Regions from separate parts of the Mus musculus genome. Here all the other regions are linked to region 3. The links are chromatin contacts, called in public promoter capture Hi-C maps. All regions are on one chromosome and are shown on one strand. The core of a region is the stretch at or near the end of the contact, and the rest is flanking DNA. Distances in the headings are between cores, read along the strand shown. Region 1 holds the start of Ints3 (integrator complex subunit 3). Region 2 holds the start of Iqgap3 (IQ motif containing GTPase activating protein 3). Region 3 holds the start of Cks1b (CDC28 protein kinase 1b). Region 4 holds the start of Snapin (SNAP-associated protein).

Region 1 (3,024 bases), core at 103-2,602, 1.0 Mb before region 3:
ATATTCAGTATTATACATCTTTTTTCCTTCCTTCTTTTCTTTTTTCTTTTTTTTTTTTTTTTTTTGTTTTTTTGAGACAGGGTTTCTCTGTGTAGCCCTGGCTGTCCTGGAACTCACTTTGTAGACCAGGCTGGCCTCGAACTGAGAAATCCACCTGCCTCTGCCTCCCGAGTGCTGGGATTAAAGGCGTGCACCACCACGCCCGGCCCTTTCTTTTTCTTCTTTCCATCCAATACATGTGTCCCGGTTATATTAAGCTATTGTAATGACTTGTTTGTAGTTCCGAGGCTGAATCAGTCCTTTACCTAGAAGTTATTCAAAGCTTACTCAGGAGGATTGTAGAATGCCAGAAGTGTATTTGGAGATCGGCCAGTCCGGGTCTTATTTTATTTGTAATTAGGATACAGAAGTCCCTGGGAGGCAGAAAGAATGCCACAAAAGTGAGGCCAGCTTGGGTTCAAGAGTGCTTCACTCCCAAAACAGTAGCTATGGAACTTGGAATTCTTCCAAGGACATTGTTAACAATTTACCTGCCCACTGGCCTTGAAAATGGATAGTGCAGGAAAATAGGCCTATATCTACAAATGGGGGACGGAAGGGGAACATGAATTTGATGGGCCAGCTTCCCACGTATTAGGATGGCAGGCATATATTACCACACCCACCTTAGAGCTGTGGACAGCAATAGGCTCATACGCCTAAAAATGAAAAGTTCTGTTGAGAGACGCACGGTAAAAGAACTCTCATACAATCAAGCCCTACTATGATCACAACAAACCACAACTCTCAATGGATTGTGTGTGTGTAAATACAATAGGCTTCAGTGACATTTGTCAGTCCCAGAGTCTCAAAAGACGAGGTCCCATCACTTAGTAAACTGTGTTAAAGCGAGTGCTGGTACGATTCTAACTATTTGGTTTGCACTAGAGAATCAATGCACTTTTTTTGTTTTCAAATTGTTACTAATAATTGCACACCCAAGAGCTCATACAATCGGCCGCGTGTAGCATTTTTAGTTCAGGAAGTAGCTTCAGACCCTGAGGGCGTTTGCTACGCGACTGCGTAGGGGTTGGGACTCGGCAGCTCCTTTTCCTGAATAGACACTTATGGGCTAGGTTTCCATCCTCCCAGCCTACTACCCAAGGACAACGTTCCGAACACCTGTAGGGAGTGGAGCAAGAGGGAAACGTCGCGCATGCGTGTTGGCGCGCGCAGGCGCAGCCCGGCTTTTTCCGGATCGCCCAGCAGTAGCACCCACTCCGTACCTCCCGTCCCGCCTCCAGATGCAGAGGAAGGATGCGATTGGGCACACTTGTTGCCCGTCAGACCAGACTCAATTCTTCTCCCTACAATTGGCAGCCCGGGAAAAGGCCAGTCCGCCGTCGTCGGCTTACTCCTTAGAGACCTGGCGCCACCGCGGAAGCCGCTATTGGCGGACGCCCGGGACCGCGACTGCTCACTTCCGGCGCCGGCGACGACTCTGCCCGCTCGGGCACTCTCAGCCTCCCCCGCCCTTCCACCATGGCCGCCTCTGTGTGGTGTGGGGAGAAGCTGGTCCTCCCATAGCGCTCCTGCTGCATCCTCACCCGCTAGGGGCCGGATTCCAAGGAACCGCGTTTCCCAATCCCGCCGGGAAGGTTTCCCACTCCCAATTCAGGGCCAGGACTCCTTCCCACGCCTCGAGAGGCAGAAACTTAGGGTTTCCCCTCCTTTCAGGATAAGAAGCCAGAGGGTTTCCCCCTCCACTTCTGCAAGGGTGGCAGCCTTGCCTATCTCCCTGCAGGACACAAGACCCTTAGTCTACCATACTTCTGCGCAAAAGCTTTGCCCCAGCCCGGCCACTCCTGAGGGAGCATCTAGAGAACCCGCGCCTTCCCCCTCCGCAGGAGAGGAGGCAAGAGTGCGGAAAGCCAGGCCTGTCGGCCTCCCTCCCACTTGTTCCTCTTGCTCCTCGTCCTTGGCAAGCCAGAGTTCTCCATTTCTAGGACTTAACACCCGTCTACTCCCTTGACCTCTTCTGGTCTCTTGGCTGCAGCCATGGAGTTACAGAAGGGAAAGGGGACCGTAGCAGCTGCTGCATCAGGAGCAGCGGGAGGTGGAGGAGGAGGAGCGGGAGCAGGAGCCCCAGGAGGGGGGAGGCTGCTACTTTCAACCAGTTTGGATGCCAAGGATGAGTTAGAGGAGGTAGGTGTGGGGGGTGGGGAAGGGAGTAAGGAATTGGGTTGAGGAGGGATGCTGGATCGCATATGGGGTGGGGGTGGGGAGAAAAGGCCTTCAAGTTTATTTTATTTATTTATTATTATTATTATTTTTTTTTTGTAAGGCAGAAACATTGCTCTTGCTTCCTGCTTCTGGAGGAAGAAGTGTGGGTCAATTTCCTGGACAGGTTGCCCTAGTAACAGCTGCCGCTATTAAGAAAATGGGTGTGAGGGGTGTTGGTTACAGAAGGGATGTAGCATCAGTACTGACCAAAGTTATTTTCATTTCTTCCCACATACACACCAATAGCTATCTAAAATATCCACCCTATTTGAGAGTGTTAAGTTGAAAAGTATATATGTGTTTACAGGCAGGTGTCTGAGGATTGGCAACTTCCTACAGACTTGGCCCCTCTTCTTAGATGGTATCATTGACTGTGTGTGGATACAGACACTTGTCAGTGATTTTAACCGAGCATTTATAGAGTGAGTGAAGACTTACAAGTAAGTAGTATCTAGTTTGGTAATATCAGTCATAGCAGTGGGGTGAGCCAGTATATAGGGGACTGCTTTCCTTAGTACCAGAGAGTACATACACACACGAAGGAGAGGTACGGGAGGCAGAGGCAAGTGGATCTCTGTGAGTTTGAGGCCAGCCTGGTCTACAAAGAGAGCTCCAGGACAGCCAGGGCTACAGAGAGAAACCCAGCCTCAGAAAACAAAACAAAACAAAACAAAACAAAACAACGACAGGCAGACACAGAACATGAGTGAGGAGGCTTGTCCCTTCCTTTTCTTTGCTTGGTCTCACCCTGTGCTTGACTAA
Region 2 (3,422 bases), core at 814-3,313, 1.3 Mb after region 3:
AACTTGCCCTTTCCAGCAGCACAGCCCCTTGTCTGTTTGCATTTGCTCTGGGGACAGGTGACTGGAATCAGGTAGGAGAAGTGGACCCTGCTTACCGCTTGGCTTCCTCCAGCCGGCAGAGGTACTGATAGGCGACATTCTGTCGCCTCTGCTCATCCATTTCCTCAGCTGTGAGGCGCTCATCTAAATCGTGAGGGGAGACAAGGCAAGGAATGCAGCGTTAGATAGGAAACCCAGCACCCACGCTGGGCTGGGCAGCTCACAACTACCAATGCCCACTTCTGGCTTCTGTGGGCACCCATACACACAAGGTGTATATTCACACAGACACGTGCACATAAATAAAAATGGATCTTGGGCAGTGGTGGTGCATGTCCATAATCCCAGCACTCGGGAGGCAGAGGCAGGCGGATTTCTGAGTTCAAGGCCAGCCTGGTCTACAGAGTGAGTTCCAGGACAGCCAGGGCTATACAGTGAAACCCTGTCTCAACAAAAAAAGAAAGAAAAAAAAATCTTCAGAGACAAGAATTTGAGGCCAGCCTGGTCTACAGAGTGAGTTCCAGGACTACACAGAGAAACCCTGTCTCGAAAAACCAAAAAATAAAAAATAAATAAAAATGGATCATAAAAAAACCAAAAACCAAGACAGGGACCTCAGCTCTGAACATATTCCCTCAGCAGTCCCCTCAGAGCACAGAAACCCTCTCCGTGCCCCAGTTCTTCCCAGTGTACCCATTATCAGGGAGCATCCTGCAGCCTTCTGTACCAGAGACATTTCCTTGTCTCCTATGCAGCCAGTCATCTTCCCATCTTTCTCATGAACCCCCTTCACTGTCATCCTTGGGAGCATGGCTGACATCATCAACCATTAGCGCAGTCATTCATTCATGCCAGACCTTTCTGGGCTACGGAGTACTCCTATTTTGCCTTAGCCACAGTCTTACTACCTCTCTATGTTTTTCATGGGGAACACACTATAAACATAAACACGGGACAGCTGCGCACAGGAGCAACGAACAACCGAGCTCAGAGAATACGCAAGAGACAGCATGGTCTCTCTGTCTTTGACTGGGCACTCCAGTCATTTTTATTCCTTATCCCATTTCCTCATCTTGGATATCCTGCAGTATGACTTCAGGAAGGGCTGGGCTTATTTGAATTGGCAGTTCAACAGACACACGCTTCCAAATACAGATTTGAAAGTGCTGGCCAACAGCAGAAAAATCCCCTGATTGCTCTGAGGGAGTTTACAAAGGAACAAGAGTTGGTTGTTGAAGCATGGAAAATAAACCAGTAAGTGAGTGACATCACCTCAGAGTTATGAATTGGGAACTCAGCGAGGTGGAATGGGAGGGGCCTTGAGCAAGGGAGGCGCTAGCCTCCTGCCTGCACACACGCCCACATACCAGAGTGTCTCAAAAACAAACAAACAAACAAACAAACAGGTTTCCTGGAGCTTCCGTTCCTTCATGAGGTGGATGGACATTGTTTTTCATTCAGATGGTCAGGTGGAATCCTTTCCACCCTCCCCACCAACCCGAGTTTTTCTCAGCCCGAGTTACCATGTTTCAGGTAGCCCAGGCTGTCCTCTCTATACTATGTAGCTAACAATGACCATGAACTTTTGACCTTCGGCCTCCACTTTGCAACTGTTGGAATTACTGGAGTGCGCTGCCAAACCGGCCCTCCGGGTTCTGCATTTTAAAAAAGCGTCCAGGTGATCAGGCGTCAAGTCATTTGGGAGGCAGCGTCTCAATGCGGAATCCCGTCCCGTGGCACTTTTTGGCAAATACAGTAACTGCTGAGTTTTAAGGGGCCATTTAGATCATCTAGACTCCTCCACCCTGGAGCCCCAGAAACTGGGAAAAAGGGAGTGCGCCCTTTGAAGGGTTTGCAGCTCAGTTACCTGGAGCACACTTCGGCGAATTCCCGGGGGAGCAGTGCTCCGGGCAGCCAATCCCGCGAAAACCAAGCCCCGCCAGCAGCACCCCGCTCCACCCTCAGATCCTTCCCGCACTCACAGGCTGTCCGAGCTCGGCCTGCCGCGCACGGCTCCATGTTCCTTCTCCTGCCAGTTTTGAATCTCCCGCCGCTGGGACACCACCCCTCACTGCGGTCACGCCGGGATGGGACGCTTCCCGTTCGTGCCGCAGGGAACCCTGGGTTTTGTAGTTCCTCTTAGAGATCGTGAGCTAGCTTAGGTCAGTTTCTTGATTTGCTTTCTCTAAGGCCCCGCTGCTCATCTGGCTTTTTAACAAATAGTCCTTGCAGCTGCCCTTCCTTTCACTAACCTGTCCTACTTCCTATAGAATTCCTGGGCCTCCCTGTGTGCTATTTGGTGTTTTACTCTGAACTAGATGACAAATGCAGGGATATACATGTTCTAGACTAGTGCTGTTACAGCAACAACAGATAGCACAGTCAAAAGCTTGGAGGTCTATGCCGCACAGAGGGAAAGATCCACTGCAGTGGAGGCAGAGACCTTCCTAGTGAAGGCTTCAGCTGATCTTGAGCAGGACAGAAAAACAGATTAATTAAAAGGGTGTGGGAAGGGAAAGGAGGTCCCGCCACCATGGAGTCTGGTTGAAATCGCCAGCTAAGGGTTGGGGCTGGAGAGATGGATCAGCGGTTAAGACCACGGGCTGCTTTTCCAGAGAATTCGGGTTCAATTCCCCGCATCCATATAATAGCTTACAACTGTCCCAACTACAGCCTCAGGGGGTCCGACATCCTCACACAAACATACATGCAGGCAAAACACCAATGCACATAAAATAAAAGTAACTAAATAAGTCATTTTAAAAAAAAAGAGAGATGGCTCAGCAGTTAAGAGCACTGACTGCTCTTCTGAGCCACCAACCACATGGTGGCTCACAACCATCCATAATGAGATCTGATGCCCTCTTCTGGTGTGTCTGAAGGCAGCTACAATGTACTTACATATAATAAATAAATAAATAAATAAATAAATCTTTAAAAGAAAAAAAAAAAAAACTTCTCCTGGAGTGGCACATTCTTTTAATACTAGGGGAGGCAGAGGCAGGAAGATCTCTGTGAGTTTGAGGCCAACTCTGGTCCACAGAGCAAGTTTCAGGACAGTCAGGGCTACACAGAGAAACAGGGTCTTGAAAAACAAACAACAAACAAAAGACTTCCTACACAACTAACAAAGTCAATGTGAAGATTATTTATAGAGATAATATTCCTTCTATACAGAAATATTTCAAATGACACAATATGAGGAATAAATATGACAACACTTTATACACATATATGAAATTGCTCCTTTTCTCCATTTTGTATACTCCAGGGTCCCCTGTCCAGGGAATGGCCCCACCCACAATTAAAAAGGGTCTACCTAATCAATTAACATGGCCAAGATAATCTCTCACAGGCAAGCTCTTTTTTTTTCTTTTTTCTTT
Region 3 (3,501 bases), core at 320-2,819:
TTAGAGATTGCCTCCTGCACCCAAGGCTAGGTAGTAAGGGCAGGAGAAAAGCCGCGTTAAACACCTCGGCACAGCAGGGAGGAAGCTGGAGGGGCAGGAAATAGCAGGAAATGGCGAAAGCCTCAGGAATGTTTCCAGCAGGGAAGGTTAGGCAAGTGGGGCCAGGATGAATGCCAAACTAGAATATCTGGATAGGGGGAGGGGTCTTGTAAAAACAGCGGAAAGGACGAGAACCTCTACTCCTGTCTCCAAAACAGTTTTTCTTTTGACAGCAGGAAAACTTTGACTCCCGTTAGGCTCACACAAACCAATGCTTAGTCCAATCCAGGCATGGGAAGGTGCCATCTATGGCTGTCTTTGGGATGGGGTCTCAAAGGAGTCAAGAGTCTCCTTTCCTTCATCCACTCTCCAGCTGTAAACGAAATTCAGTCCCTTCGACTTAATTCACTCTCGAAGGTTACGGGGGTGGGCGAAGAGGGGAGAGGGGCGACGCTGCTAATAAGCTCACTCCTTACAACCACAAATTTCAACCCCCCACCTTATGGAGCACCAGAGCTCAGGAGAATTAAGCCCAAAGCTTAAAACAAGGAGAGGGATATAGAAGCGGATGAAACGTCAGGCATTTAAGACCTGGGTTTTGCGGCACTGACCCAAGCCCAAGAGGAAGGAGAATCCTGAGGGGACAAGGTCCCTAAACAGGGAGTACGGCACATTCCCAGGATCGGACGTGGACAGTGGAAGGGGCGGGTCCCAAAGGGGCGGGGTCCCAAAGAGGCGTCACTTCTACAAAGTCACATCGGTCTTTCAAAAGCACGGTTTTCCCTCTTTTGGAAGCCAGGCAATGGATAGACTGGGTTCAACCGAGAATCCTGAAGAGGCAGACTCAGAGAGAGAACAAGGAAGACTAATCATATGGTGCTGGGAAACACGTCTGGGGGTGCGATTCCCAGGAAAGTAAGACCACAGGGTGTGGTCGCGATCATAAGAGACAAGTCGGGGTTCAGGGAGCCCCTTGAAGTAGGAAGGTGGGACTTCCGGAGAGGGGTCTCGGGGGCGGGACTTATACAGCAAGACCGGAAGTAGGGTCCTGGGAGAGGGGTTCCGGGGTGGAAGAGGAGTTGGTCGCCACAGAAAGAAAGTCTAGACTTACCAGGGTCTCATGGAGTCTCCGCACCGCACCGCGGGCCGATCTGGTTCCGGATCACGCAACTGTCTGCTTAAGTCACCGCCCCAACTTTCACCCCAGCCTGGGCCTCCCCAGACAAACTTTATTACACTCACTTCCGGCCTCACTAACCCCTGACCCCCTACCTCGCTGTCCCTCCTTTACCCGTCTGCTTTCCAAAGTTGGCCAATGGCTGCGCCAGCAGGCTCAAGGGGCGCAGTGAGAGCCAATGAGAATCCTAGTTTGACCCAGCTCATTCTTCAGAAACCTGAGCACAGCACTCCATTTACGACTTGAAGAGACGCCAAAGCAAGCCAATCGAGGACTTCAAAATGGAGCTGTCCCGCCTTCGGCCGCAGAGACCAATAGGAAGTGCGGGCGGTGTGTTTGAAAGCGAGGCCAAAGAGGGTGGGAGCGCGTGCTGCTGGGAGTTGTCTGGAGGCCTGCGGCGCGGGGCTGAGCGCCCTCGGACAGAGCAATCATGTCCCACAAACAAATCTACTATTCGGACAAATACGACGACGAGGAGTTCGAATACCGGTTAGTGCCGGCGCGGGGACTACAGACAAAAGAGAGCACGCGAGGAGTTAGTTACCTAGGCCGGAGTGGGAGGCGGGGGATGGGGGCGGGGGACAGTGTAGAACGGGCGCGTGCGCAAGGAATTACCGGGGAGTGGGGTGGGGGTGGGATTGGGTACAGCAGCAAAGCACATGCGCAAAAGGTGGACGGAGGATGTAAAACAATGAAAGGGAACTTAGAGTTGGCCGGCTGTTAAATTGAAGCGTCTTGTAGCTCTGATCAGTTTTACCTCTGGGAATTCACATCACTAAAGCAACTTTGTTGTGGCGATTTCCCTAATAGGAACTGCTCGCGTTACTGAAATCTCAAAGTCTGCTGGGAGAAAGAAGGTAGCCCGTGCAGAACTGAAAGTTTCATGCTCTTGATGAAAGGACGGTTCTAAGAGAGCCTCAGTGTTGGTGGTTTTTAGTTTATAAAAAAGATGAGTAGTTGTCAGCCTTGTTTTAGATAGGCTTTTACAGGACTTGGAGTGGCATGAAGACTGTGGCCGTGGGTAGATACCTTTCAAATACTTGATCATTCATGGCGCGCATAGAGGTTTCAAGTGTTTTCTGTTAAGGTGCAAGATAAGCTGGTACGGTAGCTCACATCTTTAATCTCAGCATTCTGGAAGCTGAGGCTGCAGGATTGTCATAGGGTCCAGCCCAGATCACACTACAGATGGAACCTTGTCTCAAGTGTAAAGTACTCAGCTGTTTTCCACGTCTGTAACAATGTTACACTTACAGCATTTGCATGGCTGGAGAAATGAGTGGCTTCATCTCTGGGAAGCTGTAACTCCAGCTTAGCCTTGGCATTTTTGTTTAAAGGAGGGGTTTGTTTGGGTTTCTTTTTTTTTTTTCTTTTTTTTCTTTTTTTTCTTTTTTTTTTTTTTTTTTTGGTTCTGTGTATCGAAGTCACAGTTAGAATGGAAGCTCTTTTCTGACATTTGGACAACAATGGGGTGGGGCTCTTGTTATTATCACAAAGGAAGAAGCATTTAGTACATCTTCACTGAGCATGATAAAGTAAATCTACTTGGGGTAGCCTGAGTCAAGTCAGGTAATTTTTTGCCATAAACTTATGTTTGGGAAAGCTTGGGATTTTCCAAGTATCATAGCACATCCCTTAGAAGTATGAACATTTGCATGTTTGTCTTCATACCTGTTCCGTAAAAGGCCTTTCCACACAGTCCTAGAGTAGGTAACCAGCTAGAGGCCTGTGAGGCCTGTGATCAAAGGAGAAACAAATATCGTCAGTATCTCATACCCAGGAGTCACACATCAAATTGCTCATTTGTGGTTTTAATAACTCTTATGAAAGTGGTGAAAACCCATGGTGTTTTTATTTTGGTTTTGCTTTCTTTCTTGTTTTTGTTTGTTGTTGTTTCGTTGTGGTTGTGGTTGTTTGGTTTTGTGTTTTTGAGACAGGGTTCATCTGCTGCTGTGGTTGTCCTGGAACTTGCCCTGTAGACCAGGCTGGCCTCAACTGAGACCCACCTGCCTCTGCCTCCTGAGTGCGGGGATTAAAGGAGTGCCCACACTGGGCTAGTTACTTATTTTCACAGATTCTCTGTAGCGCAGGATAGCCTGAAACTCCCGGTCATGCTGCCATATCCCCGAGTGCCAGAATCATGGCACGTGTGCCACACTCCGCTCTCAGTATGTAGGTCAGTGTCTGGCAGACTGACAGCTCTGACACAGTCCTCACTCACATCCCCATGTTTCTGTTACAGGCATGTCATGTTGCCCAAGGACATAGCCAAGCTGGTCCCGAAA
Region 4 (3,544 bases), core at 293-2,792, 1.1 Mb before region 3:
CTTGTACACTATGCCCCTCCTTAGAATTGGGAACAAAACACCCATGGAAGGAGTTACAGAGACAAAGTTTGGAGCTGAGATGAAAGGTTGGACCATGTAGAGACTGCCATATCCAGGGATCCACCCCATAATCAGCATCCAAACGCTGACACCATTGCATACACTAGCAAGATTTTATCGAAAGGACCCAGATGTAGCTGTCTCTTGTGAGACTATGCCGGGGCCTAGCAAACACAGAAGTGGATGCTCACAGTCAGCTAATGGATAGATCACAGGGCTCCCAATGGAGGAGCTAGAGAAAGTAGCCAAGGAGCTAAAGGGATCTGCAACCCTATAGGTGGAACAACATTATGAACTAACCAGTACCCCGGAGCTCTTGACTCTAGCTGCATATGTATCAAAAGATGGCCTAGTCGGCCATCACTGGAAAGAGAGGCCCATTGGACAAACAAACTTTATATGCCCCAGTACAGGGGAACGCCAGGGCCAAAAAGGGGGAGTGGGTGGGTAGGGGAGTGGGGGTGGGTGGCTATGGGGGACTTTTGGTATAGCATTGGAAATGTAAATGAGCTAAATACCTAATAAAAAATGGAAAAAAAAAAACAGAGCTTGTGAGCTCAAGGCTAGCCTTGGTAACACGGCAGGACTTTCTCTAACAAAAATAGCAAATCTTTAGAAATAAAACTCGAGGGCAGTGGTGGGATACACCTTTAATCCCAGCACTGGAGTTCAAGGGCAGCCAGAGTGAGTTCCAGGACAGCCAGGGCCACACAAAGAAATCCTGTCTGCAAGAAAGAGGGAGAGGGAGATAGATGGGGAGAGGGCAAAAAAAAAAAAAAAAAAAAAAAAAGAGGGAGTGGGAGAGAGGAAGAGAGAGAAAAGAAAGAACCCTTAACATGAATATTACATGGCTTTCTCATCAATTCCCATGGAGAAGGCTATGGACAATAGCACTTAGATGGCTCAGCGGTTAGGAGTACTAACTGCTCCTGAGTTCAAAACACAGCAACCTTCAAATCCCAACAACCACATGGTGGCTCACAACCAGCTGTAATGAGATCTGATGCCCTCTTCTGGCGAGTCTGAAGACAGCTACAATGTACTTACATATGATAAATCTTTTTTAAAAAGGAAAGAAGGAAGAGGAAGAAGAGGAAGAAGAAGTAGAAGAGGAGGAGGAGGAGGAAAGAGAGAGAGAAAGGAAAGAAAGAAAGGAAGGAAGGAAGGAAGGAAGGAAGAAAGAAAAGAAAGAAAGAAAGAAAGAAAGAAAGAAAGAAAGAAAGAAAGAAAGAAAGAAAGAAAGAAAGAAAGAAAGAAAGAAAGAAAGAAAGAAAAGATCAGCCTGGTTTACATAGTTACAGGGCAATCTATCTCCAGAAGTCTAGATCCGCCCCCTACAGGCCCATGGAAGAAGAGGCTCTGGTCCCGGCCCGCTTGCCGGGGCTCACTGAGGACTCCATTTCCCAGCTATCCCACTGCCGTCTGGGCTGTATATCTAAGCGCCCTCTCGCGGTGCACAGCGGCGGTCTGGAGTTCCCGGCGACCCTCGCGGCAGGCTGAGGGCGTCAGGGCAGTTCGCGATGGCCGCGGCTGGTTCCGCTGCTGTGTCAGGGGCCGGGACCCCAGTGGCGGGGCCCACAGGCCGCGACCTCTTTGCCGAGGGGCTCCTGGAGTTCCTGCGACCCGCGGTGCAGCAGCTCGACTCTCACGTGCACGCGGTCAGGTGCAGGACCGGGTTGCTGGGGGCGGGGCCTAGGGAACTGGCTTTGTAGGGGCGGGGCCCCGAAGAAATACTAGATACATTCTTGAGACACTGATGTTGAGACTGGGTAAATAGGCGGAAGGGCCTGGGTGAGGCCTTGAAGTTGAGGTTGGCTTGTCTCAGTATTTGGGGAATAAGTAGAATTCGTTTCCCGCGTCCCAGTCACTGACCGTTGTAGACTTTTGTACCACTTTGCAGAGAAAGCCAAGTAGAGCTCCGGGAACAAATTGACAACCTAGCTACAGGTGAGTGAGCAGCCAGGATACCTAGAATCCCTGATCTCACTTTCGGGAACTTTGTTTCCCCAGGTTTTAGGCTAAGTTTCTGTCACTTGCTTCTCAATATCAGAACTACCCAAGGACTCCAATTTCTGGGGATATTTTAGGACAGAATGGAAGAAGGGAAGGTGTCTGTGGCCCACACAAGACTGCAAGAGTATTTTTCATCCCATTCCTCTCTTCCATTCCCTAAGAACAAAAAATGAGCCATTAGATGTTGGTTGCCCATTTCCTCTTCCCAGAACTGTGCCGGATCAATGAGGATCAGAAAGTGGCCCTGGATCTGGACCCCTATGTTAAGAAGCTGCTTAATGCCAGGCGACGAGTTGTCTTGGTCAACAATATTTTACAGAATGCACAGGTAAAATAATAAAATAGTAATAATAATAATAATCCCAGCAGTGCATGGTGGTACATGCTGTAGTTTCAGCATTTGGTAGGCTAAGGCAAGAAGGATGGCTTGAACTTTGAGCAGAGCCTGGACTATCAAATCAGCTAGGGCTACATAGCATGACCCTCTTTCAAAAAAATTTCTTCTTGTTTATCCTGCTTTATGTCTTCAACACTGTGAAGCAACTATGGGGGAAAAGAGTGGTGTTAACTAATCTGATAATAAAGGCCCATATTCCCCTCACCCCATTACTAGGCCTCAAACTAGACAAGTGCCAATTCTTAACTTCTAATTCTTAACTTCTAGTGGCTGTCATTTACAAGTCCATTTTAACGTAAAGGGCTGGCTTGAAAAGAGCCAAAGCCAGCTGGACATATAAGCAGGCAAATTTCTGAGTTTGAGGCCATCCTGGTCTACAGAGCAAGTTCCAGGGCTACACAGAGAAAAAACAGTCTGGGGACAGGGGCAGAGGGGACTCAGTTAAAACCTTTTACAGCAGTCATTAGATTCCCCATCTTCCTGTCTTACAGGAACGACTAAGGCGGTTAAACCACAGCGTGGCCAAGGAAACAGCTCGCAGGAGAGCTATGCTGGATTCAGGAGTTTACCCTCCTGGTTCTCCAAGCAAATAAGCACGGGCCCGTGACCTGAGTATACAAGTACAATTCTCCAACGGCTTTGTCTGGTAGACACGAGAAGATTCCAGGAAAGTCTCTGTAGACCTTTGATTTTTTTTGCACTATGTACTCATTCATGTAGCCGCCTCAAGAAACATGCGTACGGCAGGACTATTTCCTAAAGAACCTCCATCACAGCTTGTCCATCCAAGAAAGAGCCTCTACCTTTTGGGTTTTGTTAATCTTGAGACAAGATCTCAGTATGTAGTCCCGGCTGGCCTCAAACATGTCCTCTTGCCTTAGCCTCCTGAATGCTGGGATTATAATAGGCATGTGTCAGAGTGCCGGGCTCAAGCCTCTATATATTTCCCCCAAAGAATACTAAGTAAATTAGGCATCGTGTGGTAGAAAATTGAGAAAACACCAGATTTAGTGAGAAAGTATACTCCTATTTCTCCCCCTCTGCTTCACCACAGTTCCTCTCAGAAGGTAATAA

Evidence for each region. Promoter capture Hi-C pulls out the DNA fragments that hold promoters and counts their contacts.
Region 1: a contact with region 3 is called in a promoter capture Hi-C map of second pharyngeal arch cranial neural crest. The contact joins the promoter of Ints3 here to the promoter of Cks1b in region 3. A contact is called at or near these places in 4 of 39 promoter capture datasets (cranial neural crest, liver and second pharyngeal arch cranial neural crest).
Region 2: a contact with region 3 is called in a promoter capture Hi-C map of liver, with 2.0 times the contacts expected there. The contact joins the promoter of Iqgap3 here to the promoter of Cks1b in region 3. A contact is called at or near these places in 1 of 39 promoter capture datasets (liver), 1 of 484 Hi-C or Micro-C datasets (B cells) and 1 of 115 datasets of contacts at active chromatin or transcription factors (microglia).
Region 4: a contact with region 3 is called in a promoter capture Hi-C map of pre-B cells, with 3 times the contacts expected there. The contact joins the promoter of Snapin here to the promoter of Cks1b in region 3. A contact is called at or near these places in 3 of 39 promoter capture datasets (erythroid cells, neutrophils and pre-B cells).

The regions. Positions count from the first base shown.
Region 1 is chr3:90,431,964-90,434,987 of GRCm38.p6, reverse strand. Ints3 (integrator complex subunit 3) reads left to right here and starts at 1,352. Exons shown (of 30, transcript NM_145540.3): 1 at 1,352-2,184. The coding sequence starts at 2,038.
Region 2 is chr3:88,080,692-88,084,113 of GRCm38.p6, reverse strand. Iqgap3 (IQ motif containing GTPase activating protein 3) reads right to left here and starts at 2,063. Exons shown (of 38, transcript NM_001033484.1): 1 at 2,022-2,063; 2 at 96-183. The coding sequence starts at 2,058.
Region 3 is chr3:89,416,359-89,419,859 of GRCm38.p6, reverse strand. Cks1b (CDC28 protein kinase 1b) reads left to right here and starts at 1,569. Exons shown (of 3, transcript NM_016904.1): 1 at 1,569-1,705; 2 at 3,459-3,501. The coding sequence starts at 1,647. It also overlaps a transcript of Shc1 not described here.
Region 4 is chr3:90,489,011-90,492,554 of GRCm38.p6, reverse strand. It overlaps Snapin (SNAP-associated protein), which reads left to right and starts at 1,542. Exons shown (of 4, transcript NM_133854.3): 1 at 1,542-1,723; 2 at 1,961-2,007; 3 at 2,283-2,401; 4 at 2,962-3,544. The coding sequence starts at 1,581. The coding sequence ends at 3,063.